Regions from separate parts of the Hordeum vulgare genome. Here region 2 is linked to region 1. A link is a contact called in public Hi-C data. All regions are on one chromosome and are shown on one strand. The core of a region is the stretch at or near the end of the contact, and the rest is flanking DNA. Distances in the headings are between cores, read along the strand shown. Region 1 holds the start of LOC123414845. Region 2 holds the start of LOC123445340 (probable histone H2A.4).

Evidence for each region. Hi-C and Micro-C count contacts between places; a contact is called where the count stands out from the background.
Region 2: a contact with region 1 is called in a Hi-C map of leaf, with 2.6 times the contacts expected there. The contact joins the promoter of LOC123445340 here to the promoter of LOC123414845 in region 1. A contact is called at or near these places in 2 of 6 Hi-C or Micro-C datasets (leaf and seedling) and 1 of 1 datasets of contacts at active chromatin or transcription factors (embryo).

Annotation. Positions count from the first base shown.
Region 1 is chr1H:460,979,674-460,986,466 of MorexV3_pseudomolecules_assembly, reverse strand. It overlaps LOC123414845, which reads right to left and starts at 3,269. Exons shown (of 3, transcript XM_045106684.1): 1 at 3,140-3,269; 2 at 2,889-2,994; 3 at 2,096-2,528. The coding sequence starts at 3,181. The coding sequence ends at 2,374.
Region 2 is chr1H:461,259,081-461,265,873 of MorexV3_pseudomolecules_assembly, reverse strand. It overlaps LOC123445340 (probable histone H2A.4), which reads right to left and starts at 3,207. Exons shown (of 2, transcript XM_045122316.1): 1 at 2,806-3,207; 2 at 2,138-2,732. The coding sequence starts at 3,024. The coding sequence ends at 2,472.

The sequences.
Region 1 (6,793 bases), core at 2,020-4,519:
TTCATGAAAAATATATTTTAAAACAAAGAAATAAAAAACTATGAAAACGTTTTATAGAAACATACAAATATTGTCCCAATAAGATTTACTATAATAATCAGATAAAATATTAAAAATACCTATTGGAAGGAAATATTACGAAAATAATATAAAATATATTTTTAGAGAGGAAATACATTTTTTTGTAAAATACTTATTATATTTTTTTCAAAATTCCTTGGTTGAGCATGTCTCATTATTATCCATTTGTAAACTCTCAACGTATTTCATAGCCTTACTAAAATACAATATGACATTAGCCTACAATTTTTTTCACATAGCCCACATATTTTATAATTATGTTAGAAACAAGAGCATATTTTATAATAGCATTTCAACAAAAATATGGCACTCATGTGTATATCAGATAATACAATATAAGGTAAGGAATATAGAGAAAATGTGAAAAGAATTATTTATAGAAAAGCTAAAAATGTTCAAAATAGTATTTCACTAATAACTTACAACAACCATAGAAAATGTATTAGAAATTTTACGGAACTATTGGTGGTATAACATAAAGTTTATACGAAACAAAACATAAAAATAGAATTTTAAAATTGACTTTAATATAATAAAATGTTTAATTTGACTGCACTGTCTGCTTAAATATTTTGTTATTGGTATGCATTATCCTAAAAAATTAACAACTTCACTAAAATATCCTACAGTTCTTTGTCCATTTACCCACATCTTCACTTATAAGTTTTCAACCAAGCAATGACACTTATGTGTATAAGTTCAAGAAAAATATCACTAAGATGGATTTATGGACTAAGAAACATTGGAAAAAAAACATGAGAAAAAAGGTTAGAAGAATAACCAGATAAAATATAAATAAAATTGAACAAAGCACTGTCAATACCTAGAAATTTATTGTTTTAAAACACAAACAACTTTATAGAATATTACTGTGTTTACCTTCAGTGAATTCCTGTGTTTCATATTCCTCATTGTTATGCACTAGTGAAGTTCCAAATATTTAATAATCTTACAAAAATGTTATGTTATTTATAATATATTCGTTCCCATTTACCAACATATTTCCATAACTTTTGAACAAAGCCACGTCACATGTTTTTACGTAATATAAACTAGAATGTTTATACAAATAGCATGAAATTTATGAAAATCAGGGTTATTTGCAAAAAAGAGTACTAAAATGGAAATAAGAAATATAGAATAGTTTTTTACTTTACTAAAATCCTTATTAAACATTCTTGGTGTTATGCATTAGTAAAGTCACAAATATTTATTAACTTTGCAAGACAATATGTTAATTCATCATATAAACTTTTCTCAACTTACCCACGTATTTTGTAATAATTTTTCAAAAAATGCCAAACAAGTGAAAGCATTGCCCTCGAACAGTATTCACTGGAGCAAGGGATGGAATCTTTGATATCTTTGTCACCTGAGGGACCAATAATGTTTGATAGTGGAGTTGACGAAGCAAACTTAGATTTTTGAATAGTTGAGGTACACAGAATCATATGAGACCCGAGGCATACAAAATCTAAAATTTCATCGTAGTTCTTACTGTAATATTTTGGTAGCATGGGATTTTTGTTTTTGGCTTGATTGATTAGTTCATGAATTAATAGCTAGTTTCAACAATAAGGTTGGTTATTTTGGACTAATATAATGCATGAAAGTAAGGATAACTCCGGTGAGGGCATAAAAAGTGTGACGCGCACCTTCTAACTCATAGTCATGTCACATTTGCTAATGTCAGACGGAGAAGCATATGTTAACTGTCTACAAAGATTCAAGAAAAGAAAAAAAAGATTCAGCGCAAATGTCTGTGCATGCTCACGCTTCTTAGGGTTGCCTGTTCGTTTAAAGACAATTAAGAGACAATGCATTATCTATACATGCTATCCTTTTCATTTCTTACTCTCTTTTATGTGGAGAATATATTTTTACATTTTTTTATGATGATCGCGTGTAGACGCCACAGCTGGCGCATACACTCTTACTCACTGCCACGTGGTCGCGAAAGGATCAGCAGTGATAAGATTAGAGCTGGAGCGAGCACCTTGAAGACCCGGAGCCGTACGTAGGGTCCTCTTGAATATTCCATGCAGTGATTTGTATATGTACACGTCCACACAAACACTAAAATGCTTGCTTGCCAGTCCTTGTAGTCGATCGTACTGCATGCATGCATGGTTTCAAGCTAGTGGTCTGTTATGAGCTAGGTTCAATTAATAAATTCGACCCCCCTAGACATAATACCGGATCCAATTAACGGACGACATGATGTTCATACAATTAATTAGCTAGAGGTGATGCATGCGCATGAGCTTGGAGATAAGTAGTAGCAGCAGCCTTCTAGCCCTCGTCATCGTCTGAGCTTTTGGAGGCAGCCGCGTCGGTGAGCATCTTCTGGATCCGCTCCATCGTCTCCGCCTCGATGTTCCTCTCCACCCGGTCCTTGTTGTAGGACTCGAAGAACTCCTTGTTTTCCTTCTCCAGCTCTTTCCACACTGCCAGTAATGCTCCCACCTCTTAGTGTCTTACATATATTCACATGAAATGACACAAGAAGTAGCTACTCTAGCAAGCTAGTATAATAATCTAACCTATGGCAAAGAATTGTGCAGTTAGAAACTTACACTACGTACAAAGGATTAAGTCAATTTGAGCTGAAGCTACATGCTAGCACGCACATATTTCCTTGTATGTCTCTAAATACGACACCATCATAGCATGGAGATCTCTAATTAGGCGGGGCGTATATGCTTTGCCCAAGCGGTTTGATTGGGGCACCACCTCCTTTGTCTAAAAATACACCCCATACTATATGCTTTCGCAGTAGTTGCATGCAGTAAGGAAGATATATATACCAGTAGAAGTGACGACCGGGTTGATCTTGGCATGCTTCTCCAGGGCCTCCATGCACCCCTCCTTGTTCAGGTTGAAGCAAATGCACTTCTCTATCAGATGGTGCACCTGGAATCAATCAATCAATCAATCAATGGGGACACACAAAGATTCCGTCATCTGTGTCGCTTGATATAGTAGACACACGCGCGCACACCTCCGATCTACCCGCGCTTATAGAAGAAATCCCAACACGACTAGCTATGATGCATACCATTCTGATGTAGGAAGCCGAGGATGATGAGGAGTCGCCCATGGTGGATGAGCTCGAGGAAGAAGGCTGACGCTAGCTAAGTAGAACGGGCCGGGATAGAGTGGTGGTACTGGTAGCTGTGGGCGCAACGAAGGCTGGCGATGAGGTAGAAATAGGGGAGGCGAGGGAGGGGGACGTGGAAGGGTTGGCACGTGGGTTCCGCCCTCCCATTGGAGGAGAGGTGGACGGGCAGATTTTTCCGGGCCCGCGCCTCGCTCTCGCATTGCTCTTCTGTGGCTGCAGAGTGCGGGCGAATGGCGCCGATCCCCGCTCAAACTACTTGCTTGTTGCTTCACCGTTTCTCCCTTGGCGTCTAGCTTGCGGCTCTTGTAGTGCTGGCTCGTGGTCTTTTTTACATGGATAGAGATTAACGGCGTGCGTGTGTGTCATTTCTTCTTTTTGTTTCCTCAAAACCGTGTGAAAATTTGAGGTTTGATAGACGTGTTTCTGAAGGGAAGGGGCTGGGTTGACTTTGACAAGTTCAGCTCATGGAGCGGATCAGTGGAGAGAACACAACGGTGGACGATGTACCGCGCTAGCTAATTCACTTCAGCGTGTGTCGACACACGCCGCGTGTTACTTTGACTTGATTTGAATTCGGACATGTGTTTTTATATCATCTGAAAAATTCTTAAACACTCATCTGTTTCCTCCGGCCGGTGCTTTTCGTGTACATACTCTACCGCGCAAACTTTCCTTTTTATCAACTGGCAGAAGGAAGGAGCTCCACATTTTTCTTAAATAGTGGAACTCCGTCTTTCTTAGACAGAAACACACCGTCAATACGCAAGCACGCGGCAGAAACAAGAACCAAGCCACATACTCTGCCGCATGCGAACTCATGTGCATCAACTCTAGACCAACTTGGCCAAGAGAAGCACCCTAGGCTCGCCACTAGCAAAACATGAGGGTTGCGAAAACAGTGTCTTGCAACACCAATGAAGGAAGTCCCCACTGCATCGATATGGCCCTGCATCCATACTGAGTAGGCTAGATTCGGCAACGACTCACACCGCTTAGCGAAGGACACATGTATCCTAAGATAAGTGCACATGAAAATTCACACTGCCACGCAACAACCATGCACCACAACCGCCACATGGAGAGAGAGAAAGAAGGTCTGGAATGGGATGGGCTGATCTAGGTCACTCAAGCTTCGGTGAAGATGGATCTGTGTTGCTTCGTCTTATTTCTAGCTTTTTTTGAAGGATTTTGCTTCTTCTTATGAGTATACTACGATATATATTAACTTGTTTCATGTACATTCGGGAGAGACGAAAATTTCTTGTAAGCAGACAAGTCACATGATAGTCCGTACTGTACCTTATCACATGCCTCTTCTAGTCTGCATGTACTCTTCAGGTGCAAATGGTACCGTTTAGGACATCACCTAACCCTTCTCACACATCGTTTCTGATAATTTGGTTCATTCAGTTGAGCTAATCAAAGAAGATTAGAGGCACGTGAGGGTGACAAATTTGCATCTACTCCCCCCCCCTTTCCTAAATATAAGTTTTTTTAAATTTTTCATTAAAAAACTATACGCAAATGTATATAGACACACTTTAATTTAAAGTATATATTCATTTATTTTGCTCCGCATGTAGTTTTCTAATAAAATTTCTAAAAAGGCATATATCTAAAAATGGAGCAAGTATAATGTAGTCTAGTCTAGTATAAAGACCGCTGCATGATTAGATATGGCGCGGCTACGTACCACAAAAAATACTACAGATTCCTAAGCCACAGAAGAAACGACCTAGCCATCTCTCCAAGGACCAAACTATCTCCTGCATGTAGATAACATGGCCCGCTGCGCAGTGAGCAAAGATCACGTCCCATAAGATCGCGTGGTGGCCCACCTAACCAAAATGTAGCCAACCGCTGCCCAGGAACAGATCCGGGATCTATGGAAGACCCCAGGTACGTTTCTCTCTCTCTCTCTCTCTGTGATAAAATGCAAAGTGGGGCCGAATTGACAAGAAAAAAGGGGCAAAATAGAAACCAAGAACGTACTAAAAAAACAAAGAAACGAAGAATGCAATACAAGAAGAGAAAAACGCAACCTAAATGTTCACTCCTAGCTAGCGTTAGCGTAGCTAGTCAAGTCCCAAGATGGATCGACGACTCTTCTACGATCTACACCACAAGTGTACGTATATACAACGATCCATGTGGCATATATATATATAGCTAGAGTGGGGAGCGATGCATGCCCGTCCTCGTCGTGTAGGCGTTAATTGCACCGGATACAAGAGGCTTTGAATGCACTGAGGCTGACCGTAAACACTCCGCCCGTGGATAACGTAACAACGTTGGATGGATGCTTGATGCATCACAGGCGCGCATGCATGTGGCGATCGATGCAGAGAACGAAGCCTCATGTGTTTAGTCACATAATCTGACAGCCAGGAATATTTGTTACTGAAAAAGAAAAGCTTAATAGGGACAGGCAGAGTGACAAGAATATTCCTCACGCGCTCGGACGGCCAGGATAGGGTAATCCACAGTTTCATCCAAGGAGCTCCCGATCGCTGGCGCGTGACATGGCACGAGCTGATTGGCCTCCTGAATTGCATGCGGGGAGGCCGAATAATAATTGGCCTGTGACACACGGAAACAATGCAGCACGTACTACAGTCGTACCGCGCGTACTCATCGCTGGCTGCTGCAAAATGGGCGCGCCCATAATTGGCCCGTTCCACTCATTCGATTCATATAGATAAATACTAGTACAAGGGTTAGACACGCTTTGCTATGTCATTGGTGGTGTTGGATTTTTATAATTTTCTATTCCACCTGTCTTTTTTTTAGGGGATTCTGTTCTCTCTGTTTTAAACTATAGGTGCATTATTATTTTTGAAAATTCAAACCTCTTTATGTTTGCTCAAATTTGTAGAGAAATGTATTAATGTCCAAAAATGTCAAATCCGTATCATTAGATTCATTATCAAATAAATTTTCATATTTTATTTATTAGTATTGTGGATGTCAATATTTTTAGGCTCAAAACTTGGTCAAAGTTGAAGAAATTTATTTTTTTCATCTTATATTTTGAATTTGGGAGAGTATTTGGTTTGGCAAGTGAGGAAAGTAATGGAGTGTTTTTTAAATGTGGTATTTTGGTGGGCCTTCTGCACTGTAACTTTGCGTTGTGTGCTAACCAAACCATACTTATGCGAGGTTTTTTTTTTTTTGCGTTAGTAGTTGTATGTACTATATTAGTGCTATAGTATCACGTGTTGGCGCGCCTTTTTCTAGATGATGGCAGGGTGCGTGAGATTGATATATTTTTATAGATTGGTTGCTGTCAATTGATTTTAAAAATCATTGAACCGGTCAAACCATGAACCAAATTCAAAATTGAGACCTCAATTGATTGAGAGAGCCCCAATTTTATATATTTATTTTTGAAACTGGAGAGCTACAAAATGAGGGAGAGTGATCAATTAGTAGAATTGAATGAGAGAGCTTCTTGAGAAATTGTTGACCCAGTAAAAATCGGACGAACCAATTCTAAATTGAAGACCTCAATTGATTGTGGCACCTTAAAATGAGGGAGCATATTGTATTAACTAGAAGGACTGAGCGTTCTTTACTACGTTGTTGGTGTTG
Region 2 (6,793 bases), core at 1,958-4,457, 280 kb before region 1:
CAAGCTCGGCCCCAGCGTCATTCCTCGCCTTGCAACTACGCTGCTCACGCTCGCAGCAGCACCACCCCTACGGGTGGCTGGCCCCCTGCATCGCAGCGCGAAAAAAAGCTCAAAGCCCTGGCGACGCTCCATTGCTGCTCCGGTGAAAGCTTCATTGCAGCCACGACGGGCACCAACGACCCCGGTGATGCTCCATTGCAGCTTCGGTGAAAGCTCGATTGCAGCCACAACGAGCTCCAACGACCCATGGCATGCAGGCGACCCGGATGATTTCTTTGAAAAAACTGATTACAACTCCTAAAATCATGTAATCTGATTACGTTAACATTTACTTTACCATTTCTACAACCAAACAGCTCCTAAGGGCATGTACAATGCATAGTCGCAAGGTGATGCCCGGTATGCCATGTAGGATCGAATGTCAGAAAAAGTAGGTTCGGATAAGGAAGCGGAATCTTATGCAGGAGGCGGGTGCTTGAAGAGAAAAGGTGTGGTCCGGTGTAAAAAGCTGAAAAAAATTTGAGTGAAAAGTAGAGATGCATGTGTATGAGAGTCTTTATTTTTCATTCTTTGATGAGGCATCCTGATGGTAGCTTACATTGGAGAGAAAGAGTCAATATAGATGTCTTAAACTACTTTTTATCACGAGGCATCTGTATTCATATGCCACCATTGTATATGTCAAGTGAAACAAACACGTACTAAGAGCATCTTCAACAGTCGCGCTAAACAACCGCCCACCACAAATTCACCCATTTTAGCGCGCACACAATCGGCAGAGTGTCTGTAGTGGGCGCGCAATAACCGCGCGTGCGGCATATAGAGTTGGGCGCGCGGTCCGAATCGCCATCGCGCGGTGCGTATTTGGGGCGTCCGCTTCCGCGCGCGGCACACGTGTGCGCTCGCGCCGCACTCTCTCCACCGCGCCATCTTCGCCCCGCACGCGCCGGCGCCGGCGAACTGACCCGATGGACACGCGCCGGCTCCCTCCTCACCCGATCCTACAGCCGCGAACCCTCCGTCGCCGCCGCCGCCGCAAACCCTAGCGCTGGGAGCGTTGGCCTCGCCTCCGCCGGAGCTCCTCCGAGCATCTGCCTCGCGCGCGGCCTCTTCATGCCGCCGTGGATGACCTTGGCGGCGGGCATTGTCGCGTCGGCGCTCGCCGTGATGAAGCCCTCTGCACCCCCTCGAAGCTCCCAAATGCGGCGCGACCGAAGAAGGGCAAGATATCCGCGAAGAAGAACAAGGTGGCGGGCGCCTCCGGCACCTCGAAGGCATCGAGGAAGAAGCTTGCAGGGAGTATGAGGGACGAGGAGGCTACCGAAGCGCCGACGAGCTCACTTGTTGAGCCGGCGGCCGACGCGCACAATGTGTACGACGATATTCCCCAAAGGTAGAAAAAATCCCCAACTTTTTTTGTTATTTTTTGAATGCATACATATGGATAACTTATTTGCGTTGTTTGCATTTTGAACTTGGTTTGCATTTTGAACTTCGTTGAATGATGTTGTGTGCATGAATTTAAACTTGTGGGCATGAACTTTTGGGCACGAACTTAGTTGAATGATGTTTGTGATTCAAATTATATGACATGTGCTTTGTGTTGATGTGTGAAATTGTGTTGATGTGTGAAATTTGTGTCCAAAATGAACAAATGTGAGCAGCGAACTTGGTTGAATGATGTTTGTGATTCAAATTATATGACATGTGTTTTGGGTTGATGTATGAAATTTGTATCCAAAATAAACAAATGTGAGCGCCTGCTGCTCACGCGCTGTGCATTTTAGCGCGGCGCACCGCGCCAAACGTGACGATGGACGCGAATTATCACAGCGCGGCGCACCGCGCCAAACGTGACGATGAACGCAAATTATATGACATGTGTTTTGTGTTGATGTATGAAATTTGTATTAAAAATGAACAAATGTGAGCGCATGCTGCTCGCGCGCTGTGCATTTTAACGCGACTGCGGAAGCCAACGCATGGTCACGCTGCAAACGCCACGCCAAACGTGATGATTGGCGCACCGCAAACCAGATCGGCACGTTGGAGGTGCTCTAAGGGTGCAAACAAGCAAAACATGCCCAAAGCAACCAGATAAACTCAAGAAATCGGTCTTAGCGTGCAGCAAAAGAGAGACGACAATCAGTCCTTGATATTTTTCACATCTTCACAATTTTATTACAAAGAGGCATTCACAGTTTCCCTTCCCCTCCCTCTCTCCCTTGACCTACGAACTTATACGAACATACAGCGGTGTTAATCAGGTTACAGAGTATAAGCTGATTGGCACCTATGCGGAAGCCACGCAAAATAAGTACAAACAAGCAGCAATCGATCCATGGCAACGACGGCATGCAGCAACGACGACGACGACAACTTGGTGCGTTACGGTTCAACCCAGACAGACAGAGAAACAGAGAAGAGGGAGGAGAGGGTGAGATGGGGCACCGGCATAGCGAGTGCCGGGCCTAAGCGGCGGCCGCCTTCTTGGCGGGGGACTTCCTGGGAGACTTGGTGGTGCCCGCCTTGGGCTCCTTGGCAGCCGCCGCGGCGGGCTTCTTGGGAAGCAGCACGGGGTTGATGTTGGGCAGGACACCTCCGTAGGCGATGGTGACGCCGGCCAGCAGCTTCCCGAGCTCCTGGTCGTTGCGGATCGCGAGCAGCACGTGCCGCGGGATGATCCGGTTCTTCTTGTTGTCCCGCGCCGCGTTCCCCGCCAGCTCCAGGAGCTGCCAGACAAAAAATAGAAAGTAAAACAGAGGCGAATCGGAGCCAGTCTCGCGGCTGGCGCGCGCGGCCCACCTCGGCGGCGAGGTACTCGAGGACGGCGGCGAGGTAGACGGGGGCGCCGCTGCCGACGCGCTTGGCGTAGCGGCCCTGCTTGAGGTAGCGCCCGATGCGGCCCACGGGGAACTGGAGGCCGGCCTTGACGGAGCGTGAGACGGCCTTCTTCTTCGGCCCGCCGCCGCCCCGGCGCCCGGCCGCGCCGGCCTTCTTCGGCGCCTTCGCTACCGACTCCATCGCCGATCCAGAGCTCCGAAGCTTTTCCTCTTTGCTCTCCTTTTTTTCGCCCCCTTTTCTCCCTGTCGATTTCCTCGGGGTTTTTTTTAGGCTTGTTTTGTGCGGTGGAGTGTGCGTTTGTGCTTTCTGTGTGTTTCTGTTCTGTGTTTGTTCTCCGGGCGAGTATGGAGGTTGGGGGGCGGTGCTTCCATCTGGAGCGCTGGCGTCTTGGGGTCGACGGACGCCAGCCGTTGGTGGGCCTCGGCGATCCGTGTGAGAGGGAGAGCAACCAATAGGACGATGAGAGCTTGCAAATGTTTTTTTTTTCTTTGAGCAAATGTTGTGAGTGCTTGTGGATTGTGATTTTGGTTACACATAGATATGGCGGGGCTATTCGGCCTCGGGCTTTTTAGTTGGGCAGCGCTATGCGTCGGCGCTTCGAAACTTTCGGTCGGTTGCACGCAGACCGCACCATCAAAACTGTTCTTGCAGCAAAATACCTCGATGTAGCAAATTTTGATCACGATGCAGCAAACATCGGTCACGATTGCAATAAAAATATGGTTGTAGCAAAAAATATAAACGTGATCATAGTAAAAAAATACGCCGATGATGCATGGTATCAAAACAAAATGTGGGTTGTAGTAAAAACAATCCGGTGAATTCGGGTTGCAACTCTGATAAACGTGTATGCAATTTTTTAATAAACGATTGCAGTAAAAATGATATCGGTTGTAGCAAAAATTAACACGGTTGTAGCAAAAGTAAAAAACACCGGTTGTAACAAAAAATCCGATGAACTGAAGCTGCAACCAAACGTATATGCAGCTTTTTACTGGTTAAATGTAGCAAATAGAAAACGCTTTTAGCAAATATAAACATTGGTTGCAGCAAATTTAGACGAGAAAAAAGTTGGATGCCTAATCAACTGCATGCGCGGGTCGCGCGCCCGGCCACAGGCGTTTCCTTTTTTAGTTTCTTTAGCGAGACTCATAAAAAGCTCAAAATAGATGAATTGTAGGATTTTAATTTACAAATATCGACATACTAATGTTTATATATATACTATGAGGAGAATAATTAAATTAATGTTTTAAAACAAGAGAATGCCACTATATTGTATGTCAAGTCTGCTAGAGCTTAGAATTTCAAGGTTGGGCTTTCTAAAAAAGGTATGGTTTGTGGTCTATATACTTACCATTCTGGACGAGGTTTTTGGAATCATGATGGCATGTAATATTATTTTTTATCTTAACAGTGTCGTAATTCTATGATCATGTCACTGTCGTATGGTCATATTATTGAAGTGTCAACAAGGGTCTCATACTATTGTTTTGTCGAGGATATCAAAACACTATAATCAAGGCTTCGAAGGTTTGTTCTGTTAGGTGAAAGGGGCAATTTCTTTATCCTAACACGCAAAACTTGAGGGATATGCTTAAAAAGATTAGAAAATGGTTTATAACACCAAACAAAAATCATGGGCCTAGCTCTTTATTTCAATATTTGTTACAAATTGACATCCATCTATTCAAGTGATGCTTTTCCATGCCGAATATTTTGGTAATTTTTTTCTAAAATGTCACCTCTCCCTATGAAGATATGGTTATGGTGCACTTGCAATGCATAATATGGCAACAGTGTATCGGTTGCATTTAGCACCGGTTGTACAAGTGAATATAATGATACGACAAGCCTAGCAAAAATAACTTATAGAAAAAGGCCATCCTTGGTAATGATTGTTGATTTCCCAATTTTTTATTAAGAACATTATAAGAAGGGAGATGAAGCAACTATGATAGATAGATGAGGTACAAACGTTTAAGATATTTTAGCCGATTTAGAAGATAAATTAAATTGAATGCATCATAGTAATTGTGCTTTTATGGTTTTCATTACATGTCTCACTCTGCAGTAACTACAACTAGGAATGATACATGATTCTATTATTATTATCCTAACATGGCGTGCACCTTGACTAGTAAATACAATCACGCAGTATAGCTTTGCATTATTCAATTTTATATAACCAAAATCATACCAGGGTTGCCAATAAATATTAGACCTATTACCTAAAATTAGTAGACGCCATGAATGCTAAAATAGAAAGCATATTAGAGTTTTCAAGAAATAGTAAACTTCATGAAATGCTGAGCTCTTATGCATTCCATGTTGGCAATACATGATAACCACTCTGTGTAACTTTCTTTGTGTCACGAGGTTTTATTATAGCCTTTAAAATTTCAGATACCAAAAATAAACAAGCCAAGTTTTATTACTACGACGATGAAATCTAAACCTCGCTAACCCTTGGAATAGTATAGATTTGAGAACTTGGCTTTAACATGAGTATGACCGTGTGTTTGATAGCAATTCGTGGTGCCTCCCGACCATCACCACATGTGATTTACGTAGTCATGTGTACGTGTTGGTGCAATGTCTTGCCCCCTTGGGTTTTGGAAGTTGTTGTGAAAAGTAGTAAAAGACTTATTTGTCTGCTAGTGCGCACAAAGATAAATAGTCTCCAATGTATCGGGAACAATGCTACAGTTGGCGAGAAGTTTGGATTGACTTCACCGAGAAGTATGTGCGTTGAAGAGAAGAGAGATATGCTTCAAGAAGAAACAATATAGAGAAGATTGCATGACAAAGTTGGCCTTAAAAAATATTGTGAAACTAAAGCAATTGGTATTTAGTGTGTCCAAGAAGAAATGGCTACAGTCAAGAAGATTGAAGGTGAAGCGAAGACATTGCATTTGTTTCGTTGTTCTTCTTTGTCTTATTTGAGTCATATGACCATATTAATATTGAGAGGGTATAAGTATTTTGAGACTTATATCTATTGTGATTCTTAGTCGAAACCTATGGGAGTTTGAGAGAAATCTCTTTGTGTGCTAAAACATTCAGCCAGAGACATTGATCTTCTGGGATGTGAGAGATATGTTTCGGAACGAGGAGTCAACTTTACTTACTCCTCAAGTATAGTTATCGTGTGCTCAAAATCCGACCATTAAAAATGTATAGAAGGCCATTGGTTCGATAATTTGTCCTAAATGGTAATTTTCATTCTAGGAAGGTTGCGGCTATATATAGCTAGCTGTTGTGACGTTGTTCGTTGGTTGCTTCGCTTGAAATTCCAACAAGATTGTTCAAGCACCCCTTTCTAAGAGATACTAGTAAAATCCATTAACAAAGTCAAGACGGAAACTTAGGTAGTGATTGAGCATTGCTACCTCTTGAGCTTGCGTTGGTTTTCCCTTGGAGAGGACAGGGTGATGTAGCAAAGTACATAAGTATTTCCCTCGGTTCGTTGAGAACCAAGGTATCAATCTAGGAGGAGGAACAAGCGAGGCTCCAATAGTAGTACCTACATAAATAAACAAACACTTGCACCCAACGCTATAAAGGGGTTGCCAATCCCTTGATAGAGAGATATAAAATATTCATAGATCTGAAAGTAAGACTAAAGTAAATAAATTGCAGCAAAGTATTTTTGATATTTTTGATTTATAGATCTGAAAATATAATAAGGAAAATAGACCCCGGGGCCATAGGTTTCACTAGAGGCTTCTCTCATAAAGGAAATAATGCAGTGGGTGAACAAATTATTGTCGAGCAATTGATAGAAAAGCAAATAATTATGAAGATATCCAAGGCAATGATTATGCATATAGGCATCACGTCTGTATCAAGTAGACCAAAACGATTATGCATCTACTACTACTACTCCACACATCGACCAACTCCTGCGTGTATCTAGAGTGTTAAGTTCATGAAGAACAGAGTAACA